Linked DNA regions of Pan troglodytes: regions 1 and 3 are each linked to region 2. The links are chromatin contacts, called in public HiChIP or PLAC-seq maps. All regions are on one chromosome and are shown on one strand. Each heading gives the region's core, a stretch centred on a gene start, on an enhancer-like site or on the middle of the called end of the contact. The rest is flanking DNA. Distances are from core to core; before and after follow the strand shown.

Region 1 (3,316 bases), core at 328-2,827, 49 kb before region 2:
CTGGTGGCAGCCAACAGGTGCCTGTTTTGGAGAGAGGTCCAGGGAGGAGAGATGAGCAGGGTGCCATCGGTGACATGGCCAGTCATTTCAGGAGCTGCCCCAACCCCAGACTTGCCCCAGCAGTCCGGGACCCCACTGTGACCAGGCAGATGCTCGAAGGAGTCAGTGGCTCTCTTACCCAGTGCAGATTTCCCTGGAGTTCCCTGTGGGTGACTTAGAATGGCCACCAGAGGCTTAGGATGCTGCCCCAAAGAGGGAGGGCTCCTGGAAGCAGAGTCGAGAGAGTCAGTGCCGGGTTAGCAGGAGCTGGAGGCAGAGCTGCAGCTCCAGGCCTGGTGGGCGTGGACCTGGGGTGCTGGCTGGCAGGCGTGCTCAGGGGCAGGAAGTGGGGGACTCTTCCCTGACCATCGCATCTCACCCTGGCAGATGGTGGCCGACATGCGGGAGAAGCGCTACGTGCAGGAGGGCATTGGCAGCAGCTACCTGTTCCGGGTGGACCACGACACCATCATCGATGCCACCAAGTGTGGCAACCTGGCCAGATTCATCAACCACTGCTGCACGGTGCGCCAGGGGCCAGCCGGGGCAGGAGTTGGGGGTCGGTGGGGGTGGCCACGGCTCACACGCCCTTCCATCCGCAGCCCAACTGCTACGCCAAGGTCATCACCATCGAGTCCCAGAAGAAAATCGTGATCTACTCCAAGCAGCCCATTGGCGTGGACGAGGAGATCACCTACGACTACAAGTTCCCACTGGAAGACAACAAGATCCCGTGTCTGTGTGGCACGGAGAGCTGCCGGGGCTCCCTAAACTGAGGTGGGGCAGGATGGGTGCCCACACCCCTATTTATTCCCCCTGGTGCCCTGAGCTCCCAGCACCCCCCCAGCCTTAGTGGGCTCAGCAGGGCCCACATGCCCCCATCTCCAAGCGTGGGGTTGGGCGCCCCAAGTCCAGCGAGGGAGCCTCAGTCCCTGGAGGCAGCTTCTGCCTCTCTTGTCACCCCTGCCCACCACCCCCTGATTGTTTTTCTTTGCGGAGAAGAAGCTGTAAATGTTTTGTAGCAGCCAGCAGCTGTTTCCTGTGGAAACCTGGGGTGCCGGCCTGTACAGATTCTGTCCTGGGGGGCTACACAGTCCTCTCGCTTTGTGTTAATGGGGACTTCCCCTTATGCCCTGCGTGTACCCCTCCCCAGTTTAGGGGTCTCTGGGGCAGTGGCCATGTTCTCCCCCTGGGGGGGCTCTGCACCCCCAGTCCTGGGGACTCCGTGCCTGGAACCCTGCCTCATCTGTTCCTGCCAGACCCTGAGGGTCACCCTTCCACCCTGGTGTCACTCCCCGGCTCAGCCAGGCCAGGATGGCGGGGTGGGTCCCTTCTGCTGGGCTGGACTGTACATATGTTAATAGCGCAAACCCGACGCCACATTTTTATAATTGTGATTAAACTTTATTGTACAAAAGTGTTTGGTCGGTGTATTTGGGCAGGAGCAAGGGGTTGGGGGTAGAGGGCATGGAGGGTTGGGCAAGATGAAGAGAGGGAAAAGTGGGTACCTGAAGTGTGGGGCAGGTAAAGGGGCCTTCAGGCAAGAGCCCAGACCTGCAGAGACAGTCCGAGACTGTCTCGGACCCCCTGACAGGCTGCAGCAGCCGCACCCGCACCAGGAATACCCCACCAGTGCCCGCCAGGGTGGTGCCAAGGTCAGGCTTCCCCTTCCTACAATCACAGCTGCGGCTGGACCTCCGGCCTCCTGGGAAGCCCAGCAGGAGGGAAGGCCTGAGGTCACACTGTGGGATGAGGTCACCGCTGGCTCCACCCACAGCCCCAGACCCCTTCAGCCCACTCTGCAAGTTCGAGCTTCATCCCCACCAAGTTCTCCGCTGGACCCAGATGCCAGTGGAGCACAGAGCGGCCGCCAGGGGGTGCCTTGGGGCAAGAGTGGTGGGGGTTGTGGCTGGGCGGGTCTCTGTTCCTGGAATGGGGCAGGAGGGAGAAGGAGGAGCCAGCGGAAGGACGGTGTGCGGGCCGGCCAGCCCTGGACGAAAGAAGAGGGCCCCTCCGGGCCAGTCTGGGCACCCTGGGATAGCGGCCGCAGGTAGGATAGCGGCTGCAGGTAGGCAGAGGCACTGCCAGTGCCCAGGTGGCCTTTCCCTCCATCCGGCCCTTCCCACCTTCCTATAACCTTCCCTCCACCTCCCTCAACTCCTGGCCTCCCCACCCTTTTACTGCCTTCAAATCTCTCTCCCTAAACCCTGACCCCTTCCTGCACCCCAAGCCTGCCCCTCTCTCCATAACTCAGCCATCAGCAGGGGCAGACGGCAGGTGGCCTGGTTGCTGCAGCTCCCAGGATCAGCTCTGCCCTCCCCCCAAACGCCAGCCTCGTCACCGCTCCAGGGCACCTCCAGCAGTAACAGGTGGTTGCAGCAGGTGGCAGCCAGCCCCTGGATGAGCCAAGGTCTCTTCCCCAGCCAGGCATGGCCGACTCTGCACAGGCCCAGAAGCTGGTGTACCTGGTCACAGGGGGCTGTGGCTTCCTGGGAGAGCACGTGGTGCGAATGCTGCTGCAGCGGGAGCCCCGGCTCGGGGAGCTGCGGGTCTTTGACCGACACCTGGGTCCCTGGCTGGAGGAGCTGAAGACAGGTTCTTGTTGGGGGAGCTTGTGGTGGAGAGGGTGTGGACGCTTCCCCAACCCTTCCCAAGCTGGGATCCCCACCCCTGCAGTGGAACAGATGATGCTGGTTTCTGTCCACATGGATGGGTCGAGTGAGTCACATTGGGAACGTGACTCCAGGGTGGAAGATGAACCCAGCCTCTGGCCTCTGGCCCCAGCTCTGACATGGCCTGTGTCCTCCAACCCCGGCCAGGGCCTGTGAGGGTGACTGCCATCCAGGGGGACGTGACCCAGGCCCATGAGGTGGCAGCAGCTGTGGCCGGAGCCCATGTGGTCATCCACACGGCTGGGCTGGTAGACGTGTTTGGCAGGGCCAGTCCCGAGACCATCCATGAGGTCAACGTGCAGGGTGAGGAGCTCTGGACACTCCTGGCCATCTTGCCTGTTTGTTCCCCACTCTGTCTTTGGCCTTGACCTCCGGTGACTCCCCTGGGACAAGTTGTCCTATTGACAGCCCTGCCCCCGCCTCCCCTGACCTGTCATGGTTTTCCCTGGACCTGGGATGGGGAGGAGGAAGATGCAGAGAGGGAAGAAGCTGCAGCTTGGATATGCCCCCTCCTCTGCCAGGTACCCGGAACGTGATCGAGGCTTGTGTGCAGACCGGAACACGGTTCCTGGTCTACACCAGCAGCATGGAAGTTGTGGGGCCTA
Region 2 (3,350 bases), core at 259-2,758:
AGGGTTTCGCCATGTTGGCCAGGCTGGTCTCCAACTCCTGGCCTCAGGTGATCTGCCTGCCTCAGCCTCCCAAAGTGCTGGGATTACAGGCATGAGCCACCACACCCTGCCTGAGCTGGGTTTTAACAGGAAGAGGAGAAGAGCCAAAACTCCTCACATAGAATCACACAGCACTTGAGAGTTTCCAACCTCATCATCACTGAAGTTTAGAGCAGCCGATACCCATAAAGATGATCTCCCCATCCCCCTACAGTTACCCACTGTGCAGAGGGAGATCCACACTTAGAGACAGGAAGCAATTTCCAGAAGTCCATAGCAACTCAGTCCCAGGAATCTAGGTTTCCTGACCAGGGCATAGCAGAAAGGGTCCATTCCTTTCCTTGCTTGTACCTTCACAGAAGCTTCCTGGACAGAGCCCTGGGGTCCAGGAGACCTGTTATTCATTCCCGGCTATGCTGAGACTTGCTGAGTGACCTTGGGGACTCCTTCTAGAGAATATAAGTTCCACGAGTGCAGGAATTTTTGTCTATTAGTCCTTGATGTATCTCCAGCCCTAGAACAGTGTTTGGCCCATACTATGTGCCCAAAAAATATCCATTAAATGACTGAATGTTGCTGTGCATGGTGGTGCATGCCTGTAATCCCAGCACTTTGGGAAGCTGAGGCAGAAGGATTGCTTAAGCCCAGGAGTTAGAGACCAGCTTGGACAACATAGTGAGACCCCATCTCGTAAAAATTTTTAAAAATAAAAAATGAGTGAATATCTAGATAGCCAGGATTAGAGAAGTGTCACAGTCAGAAAGCCTGAAGCCTAAAGAAGACCAAGGAACCAGGGGCTTTATCCTCAGATACATGAAAGCCTGAAATTCTGTCCACAAGTATTTATAGAGGGCCCGTAATGTTCTTGGTACTGAGCTAGGAACTCCCCAGATTCAGTTAAGAACAAAGTCATTACCTGGACTCAGATGCAAGGCAGGGGCTGGGGGGGTGTGAGTGGCAGGGAGGCAGCGTGATCAATACAAACACTTTTCTTAGCCTGAGCTGCCCTGACATGGTCTGACGGCTCACAAGGTGGTGAGTGCAGCCGGGCTGCAGTGTTCAAGGAGGGCGCCGGCTGGCCGCCCACCTGTCAGAGGCTGCGCCAGAAGGATGCGGAAGAAGAGATTTCTGCCTTGGCTGAGGTCACTTCCCACCCCCAGATTCCCTGCCCACACAACCCTGCAATTTTCTGACGCTGACGACTCGGATCCTATTATTTCCCGATTTTCAAGGTCCCATGATGCTGACAGCCCCAAATGCTAAGTCGTCAGTCCGCCCACGCCCCTGGACCCGAAAGCAATAAAGGCGAAGTCAGCAAGGGTCCTACCACCCACTGCCTCGAAAGGCCTCTGGGGGTGGTCGGCGCGCCCCTCCCCACCTCGCGGGGGCCGTGTGGGCGTCGCTCGGTCGTTGGGGTGCCGGGGACGTCGTGATGAGAACGGCGTCCCAGAGACGGCGGTGACAGAGCCGGGACACGTGACAGTCACAGGGTCACATTCTGCGGTCCACGAGTTTGGGACCGGGCTGGTCACGTGACGCGGTGGGGGCACCATGGGGTGATGTGAGATGCGGGTGTCTCGGATTACGTACAAATGACGTATTCCTACCCCTTTTGGCAACCACATCTCCGTTGGAAGATGCAACGGTTCCGGTGACGGTAGCAAGTTCTCGCGTCCAGGCATCTCCGCTTCCGCTCGGGGCGCAACAACTTCCGACTCCACCTTCCCAGCCTCGGGCAAGGAAGAGACGCGACCATGTGCGCATGCCCCGAATTTATCACGGAGGGGCGGGGCTGAGGCTGCGGGAGCTGGAGGGGGGAAGAAAAGGGAATTCCAACCTGTGGAACCTTGGGGGGTCCCCGGGGTCGGCGCCTTCCCATTGACTGTGGGCGGTGCAAGGGACGGAGCCTCTGGCGGCTCGTGGGGGTGTTGGGGTCCGCAGGGGGAGGGAGGGGAGTGTCAGAGTGTGAGCGGGGTACGGGAATTCCAAATTTGAGGGCCTCCCGGCTCTGGCGCCGGGGAGGGAGAGCTCAGGCCGCCATGCGGGACAGGACCCACGAGCTGAGACAGGTGAGACGCCAGAGCAGCGGGGATGGGGACGGGCGGACGAACTGGAACGCAGGACTTCTGGTCTTCGGGATAGGGAGGGGTGGCTGATGGCCAGGAAGGAAAGTCCCGGAAGCCTGTGGGTCCTGCGGGGTAAGAGCCGCAGCGAAACGGTGGTGCCAATGACTCCGGGCCTGGCAGGGGGATGACAGCTCGGACGAAGAGGACAAGGAGCGGGTCGCGCTGGTGGTGCACCCGGGCACGGCACGGCTGGGGAGCCCGGACGAGGAGTTCTTCCACAAGGTAAGGGGCTGGGGTCTCCGCCTGGATTCGCGAGGGTGTAGGAGGACCCGAGGAGTAGCGTGGTCTGGAGTACCCCATATCTCTTTCAGCCCTCTCGGTCACCCTCCCCAGGTCCGGACAATTCGGCAGACTATTGTCAAACTGGGGAATAAAGTCCAGGAGTTGGAGAAACAGCAGGTCACCATCCTGGCCACGCCCCTTCCCGAGGAGAGTGAGTGAAACCCCGGCTGCAGGGCGCATGCTCCGCCCCAGGGATTGTGGGGGTTGTAGTTCCATGCAGGTGGTGGCCAGAGTGGTTTGTTGAGGTGGGGGCTGCTGTTTGGGAGTCTTGGCCTTCTCTTATTCAGGCATGAAGCAGGAGCTGCAGAACCTGCGCGATGAGATCAAACAGCTGGGGAGGGAGATCCGCCTGCAGCTGAAGGGTGAGCTCCTGGGACCTCAGACAGATCCTTCCCTCTGATCCTGCCCTGTTGTTGGTATATCTGGGGAGTGTGTGGCCCAGAGAAGCCAGTGATATATCCAGGTCACACAGCAGGCCTGGGTCTAGCATCTCTGTCTCCTGGCCTCCAGGCCATTGTACTCTCCACAGCACAAGTCCGCCTCTCAGGTTCTTTTATTTACAATGAAACCATTTACTTACACAGTTATCGCTGCCCACTGGGCATTCTTTGGGCAGGGAGATGGAGTTTTGTTAGGTGGCCTCTGCATACCTATGGGAACTCAGTGATGTAATGCAAAGAAAAATAAACTTACTTTCTCCTCTTAGAGGCTCAGCCTTAGTCATTTTATGATAAATTATATTTCCCTAAAAATCCTATGGAGACAAGTACCCCCAATACCCCTGTGTCTTCCCACAGCCATAGAGCCCCAGAAGGAGGAAGCTGATGAGAACTATAACTCCGTCAACACAAGAATGAGAAAAACCCAGGTGGGTTTTTTTTCTCAGAAATGAGGACATTTCAG
Region 3 (3,122 bases), core at 9-2,508, 41 kb after region 2:
TTCAATTTCCAAAAATCCTAGGCTAGGACCCTGGGGCAGGGATGAGGAGAAAAAGGAGGCACCTCAATCTTCCCATCTCTAAACAAGCAGTCACCACACAGGCCTCACGGCCAGGAGTGACGTAGTGAGCGGATGAACCCTGCAGAAGTGAGCGCTAATCATATTCTAGGCCTCCTACCGGGCCAGTTCACAACCTGATCCCAACCTACTTTTCCAGCCTCAGCTCCAGCGACAGAGTCCTCCTCCCGGCAGCGACCGAACCTCCAGCCACAATTCTCAATCCTCCACCTCTAGATGCAGTTTCCTGGGCTCGGGAGCCCTTGCCTGCCTTCTCCAACGGGAAAGCCCCTTTACATCCTTCAAGAACCCCCTTCCCTAGTGCCCTCAGGAATACTTAATGGCAGTAGAGAGGTAAGGGCCCCACGCCGCTCTGGACCTCAGTTTCCTCATCAGTAAAATGGGGTCCCTTAAGTTTGTGGGAGTTTGAAGGGCGGTGGGGCCTACGAAGCGCGCCGAGGAGCCGAGAGTTGCAGAAACCCGGAGCTCCTCGCTCCTCGCAACCGTCTGTACGCGGCGCCCCCGCCAGCCAGGCAGCCCCTGGAGGGCAGGACCCCGGTTATGAGCCTCAGAAAACGTGGCCTCGGAGGACGTGGCAAGGAGGACTGAACGAAGGATGAGGAGATGAACAAATGAATGGACGGAAGGCCGAATGAGGGACAAAGGCTTGCAAGATGGCGTTCTCTAGGACCGCGGGAGTGGTGGCCGGGCCTCAGCAGGGGAGGGGCCCGCCGGCGCCTAGGATCTTGCAGCGCGGGCCGCGCGGCCGGGACAAAAACCCGCAACATGGCGGGCTCTAGGACCCCCGGGACCACACCGCGCCGGGCCAGCAGCCGCGCGGGCCGAGCCTGGGTGTCCGCAGCCCAGAACCGCGGAGACAGCCGGCGGGTTCTAGGACCTGCTGGGCCCGCAATGCGCCCGGGGCCGCTCACAGCCCGCCCCGCCCGCGCTGCTCGCGCTGGGCCAACCCGGCCCGCCCTCGGCGCCCGCAGGGAAACTGAGGCCAGCTCGGATCGTGGCCGCGTGGGAGCTGCCCGGGGCCCTCGCGGCTTCCCGCCGGCGTTTCCTACCTGATGAGACTTGTGCTGACTCCGTGGCGTCGGCGTCGGCTCCTCGCACCGACGGAGCCCGGACCCTGCCAAACAGAGGCCGGCGCTAGGACCCAGCGGGGGGCGGGGAGGTGGGACCGGTGGCGCGGCGAGCGGAAGTGAGGGATCTTCCTCAGCTAGGAAGGAAGGGAAAGTTCCCGGGGAACCTCCAGCCTATGGCGGCAGAGAAGCATCTTGCAAGAGGTCTGTGTGTGTGCTGAGGCAAGGGGACGCCGGGCAGGCTGACGGTATACGCCCGCCTTGTGTTAGTCTGGGGCCAGGTCACCGGCAATGTCTTCAAGAACCAGAAGGTGGGAGGACAAAAAGGCCATGCTCAAGCTCTGCAAAACCTAAGTCCAATTATATTCCACAACATTTCCTTTAATAGCAAGGAGTGGGTTTCACGAAGTTTTCTCCATCTGCCTTGGGAAAAGTCCTCCAGAGAGCCCCACGAAAAGTGTCACCAAAGTACTGTGGCCAGGGCTGTAGAATCTTTTTCTCCCTTTCTGCGTCTATTCAATGTGCACCGGAACGATTCTAGCTGCTCTTGCCGGAAGTGTGGCTAGCATAGCGTGCAAAGACGCCGCGTTGTGACCTACGTGGGCGGAGTCAGCCGTGCAGACCTAGAACCTAGCGCCGGAAGTGTGTCTGCGTAAAACTGCGGCTCGGAGGCGGGACAGGCAGTGCTCCCGAAGCGGAAGTTTCGCGGGGAAGCTTTTGTACCTAAGGACACTTCCTGTTTCCTAGTAACAATAGGAAGTGTCCGCAGAGCTGGGGGTAGACTCCTGGCTCATGCCAGCTGCGCCCTCTTTTCTCTACCTCCTTCCTCTTCCCCCCTTCTCCTTTCCCTCTTTCCCTTCCCTCCCACCTCCCGGGAACCCTGGCTGAGTGTGCGTGTGTGGGAGCGCGAGAGCCCCCCGACAGCCACCCCTTGGGGCGCGCGGCTGCAGTTAGGGTAAGGGTCCCAGTGCGCAGGCGCGCTCTCGTTCGCGGTCCCCAACTGACGCGCCCGCGGCGGGAAGGAGAGGGGGCCGCCGGTGCGAGGTAGGCGTCTTGAGAGGAAATTGGCAGACGAGATGAGTGAGGTCAGAGGACTTCATTGGTGGTTGACTAGGGGAGGGGACTTTTGATCAAAGGGGCTTTGTGAGGTGAGAATTCCGGGGGCAGGTTCAGTGAAGGGGTTTACGGTCGGAAACAGTTGTACTGGGGTCCCATGGGAAGAAGAGTCAGAGTTGGAGAAGGACAAGACGATGTAGGAGGCATGAGAGAGCAAGGGCTTTGGGATGAAGACCGCCTCAGTCAGGGGGTTTGCTGTTACGTGAACTAGAATAACAGGCATTGCCGTGTGTTCTGAGGATTGAGTAACACAATGAATATAGTTAGCACAGTGCCTGGCACATGGTAATATAATACTCTTCATGAGTTGCTGTCATCATCAGTATTAAGAGAGGAGGCAGAAGAAAAAAATGAGAAAGACTGGTGAGGGTAAGATCAGGAGGCATGGGAGAGAAAAGGTAGGCAATGAAGTGACATTACAACCTGGTATTGATGTTATTCCCAAGATGGAAGATAGTTTGAGTTCAAGGGAAGTAGATAAAAGAAGTCGCTAAGAGAGTCTTTTGGGGTTTTTTGTTTTTTTGAGATGGAGTCTCGCTCTGTCACCCAGGCTGGAGTGCTGTGGTGGGATCTCAGCTCACTGCAACCTCCACCTCCCAGGTTCAAGCAGTTCTTCAGCCTCAGCCTCCTGAGTAGCTAGAATTACAGGTGCCCACCACCACGCCCGGCTAATTTTTGTATTTTTAGTAGAGACAGGGTTTCACCATGTTGGCCAGGCTGGTCTTGAACTCCTGAACTCAGGTGATCCACCAGCCTCGGCCTCCCAAAGTGCTGGGATTACAGGCGTGAGCCACCACGCCTGGCCCAGTTAAGAGAGTCTTAACTCTCTTAACTCTCTTGTCACAAGGAAAAGAGACCTTG

The links. HiChIP or PLAC-seq counts read pairs in DNA pulled down with a chosen protein or histone mark.
Region 1: an H3K4me3 HiChIP or PLAC-seq map of stem cell-derived excitatory neurons shows a contact between it and region 2, with 4 times the contacts expected there. The contact joins the promoter of HSD3B7 here to the promoter of STX4 in region 2. A contact is called at or near these places in 1 of 7 Hi-C or Micro-C datasets (blood) and 1 of 1 datasets of contacts at active chromatin or transcription factors (stem cell-derived excitatory neurons).
Region 3: a contact with region 2 is called in an H3K4me3 HiChIP or PLAC-seq map of stem cell-derived excitatory neurons, with 5 times the contacts expected there. The contact joins the promoter of ZNF668 here to the promoter of STX4 in region 2. A contact is called at or near these places in 1 of 7 Hi-C or Micro-C datasets (stem cell-derived neural progenitor cells) and 1 of 1 datasets of contacts at active chromatin or transcription factors (stem cell-derived excitatory neurons).

The regions. Positions count from the first base shown.
Region 1 is chr18:35,010,257-35,013,572 of NHGRI_mPanTro3-v2.0_pri, forward strand. It overlaps HSD3B7 (hydroxy-delta-5-steroid dehydrogenase, 3 beta- and steroid delta-isomerase 7), which reads left to right and starts at 1,578. Exons shown (of 7, transcript XM_009430679.5): 1 at 1,578-2,089; 2 at 2,467-2,634; 3 at 2,859-3,014; 4 at 3,233-3,316. The coding sequence starts at 1,789. It overlaps SETD1A (SET domain containing 1A, histone lysine methyltransferase), which reads left to right. Exons shown (of 19, transcript XM_016929721.4): 18 at 427-564; 19 at 642-1,456. The coding sequence ends at 815.
Region 2 is chr18:35,059,393-35,062,742 of NHGRI_mPanTro3-v2.0_pri, forward strand. STX4 (syntaxin 4) reads left to right here and starts at 1,509. Exons shown (of 13, transcript XM_063797776.1): 1 at 1,509-2,108; 2 at 2,286-2,387; 3 at 2,499-2,598; 4 at 2,735-2,809; 5 at 3,245-3,315. The coding sequence starts at 2,079.
Region 3 is chr18:35,100,417-35,103,538 of NHGRI_mPanTro3-v2.0_pri, forward strand. ZNF668 (zinc finger protein 668) reads right to left here and starts at 1,259. Exons shown (of 3, transcript XM_016929742.3): 1 at 1,128-1,259. It overlaps ZNF646 (zinc finger protein 646), which reads left to right and starts at 1,262. Exons shown (of 3, transcript XM_063797766.1): 1 at 1,262-1,349.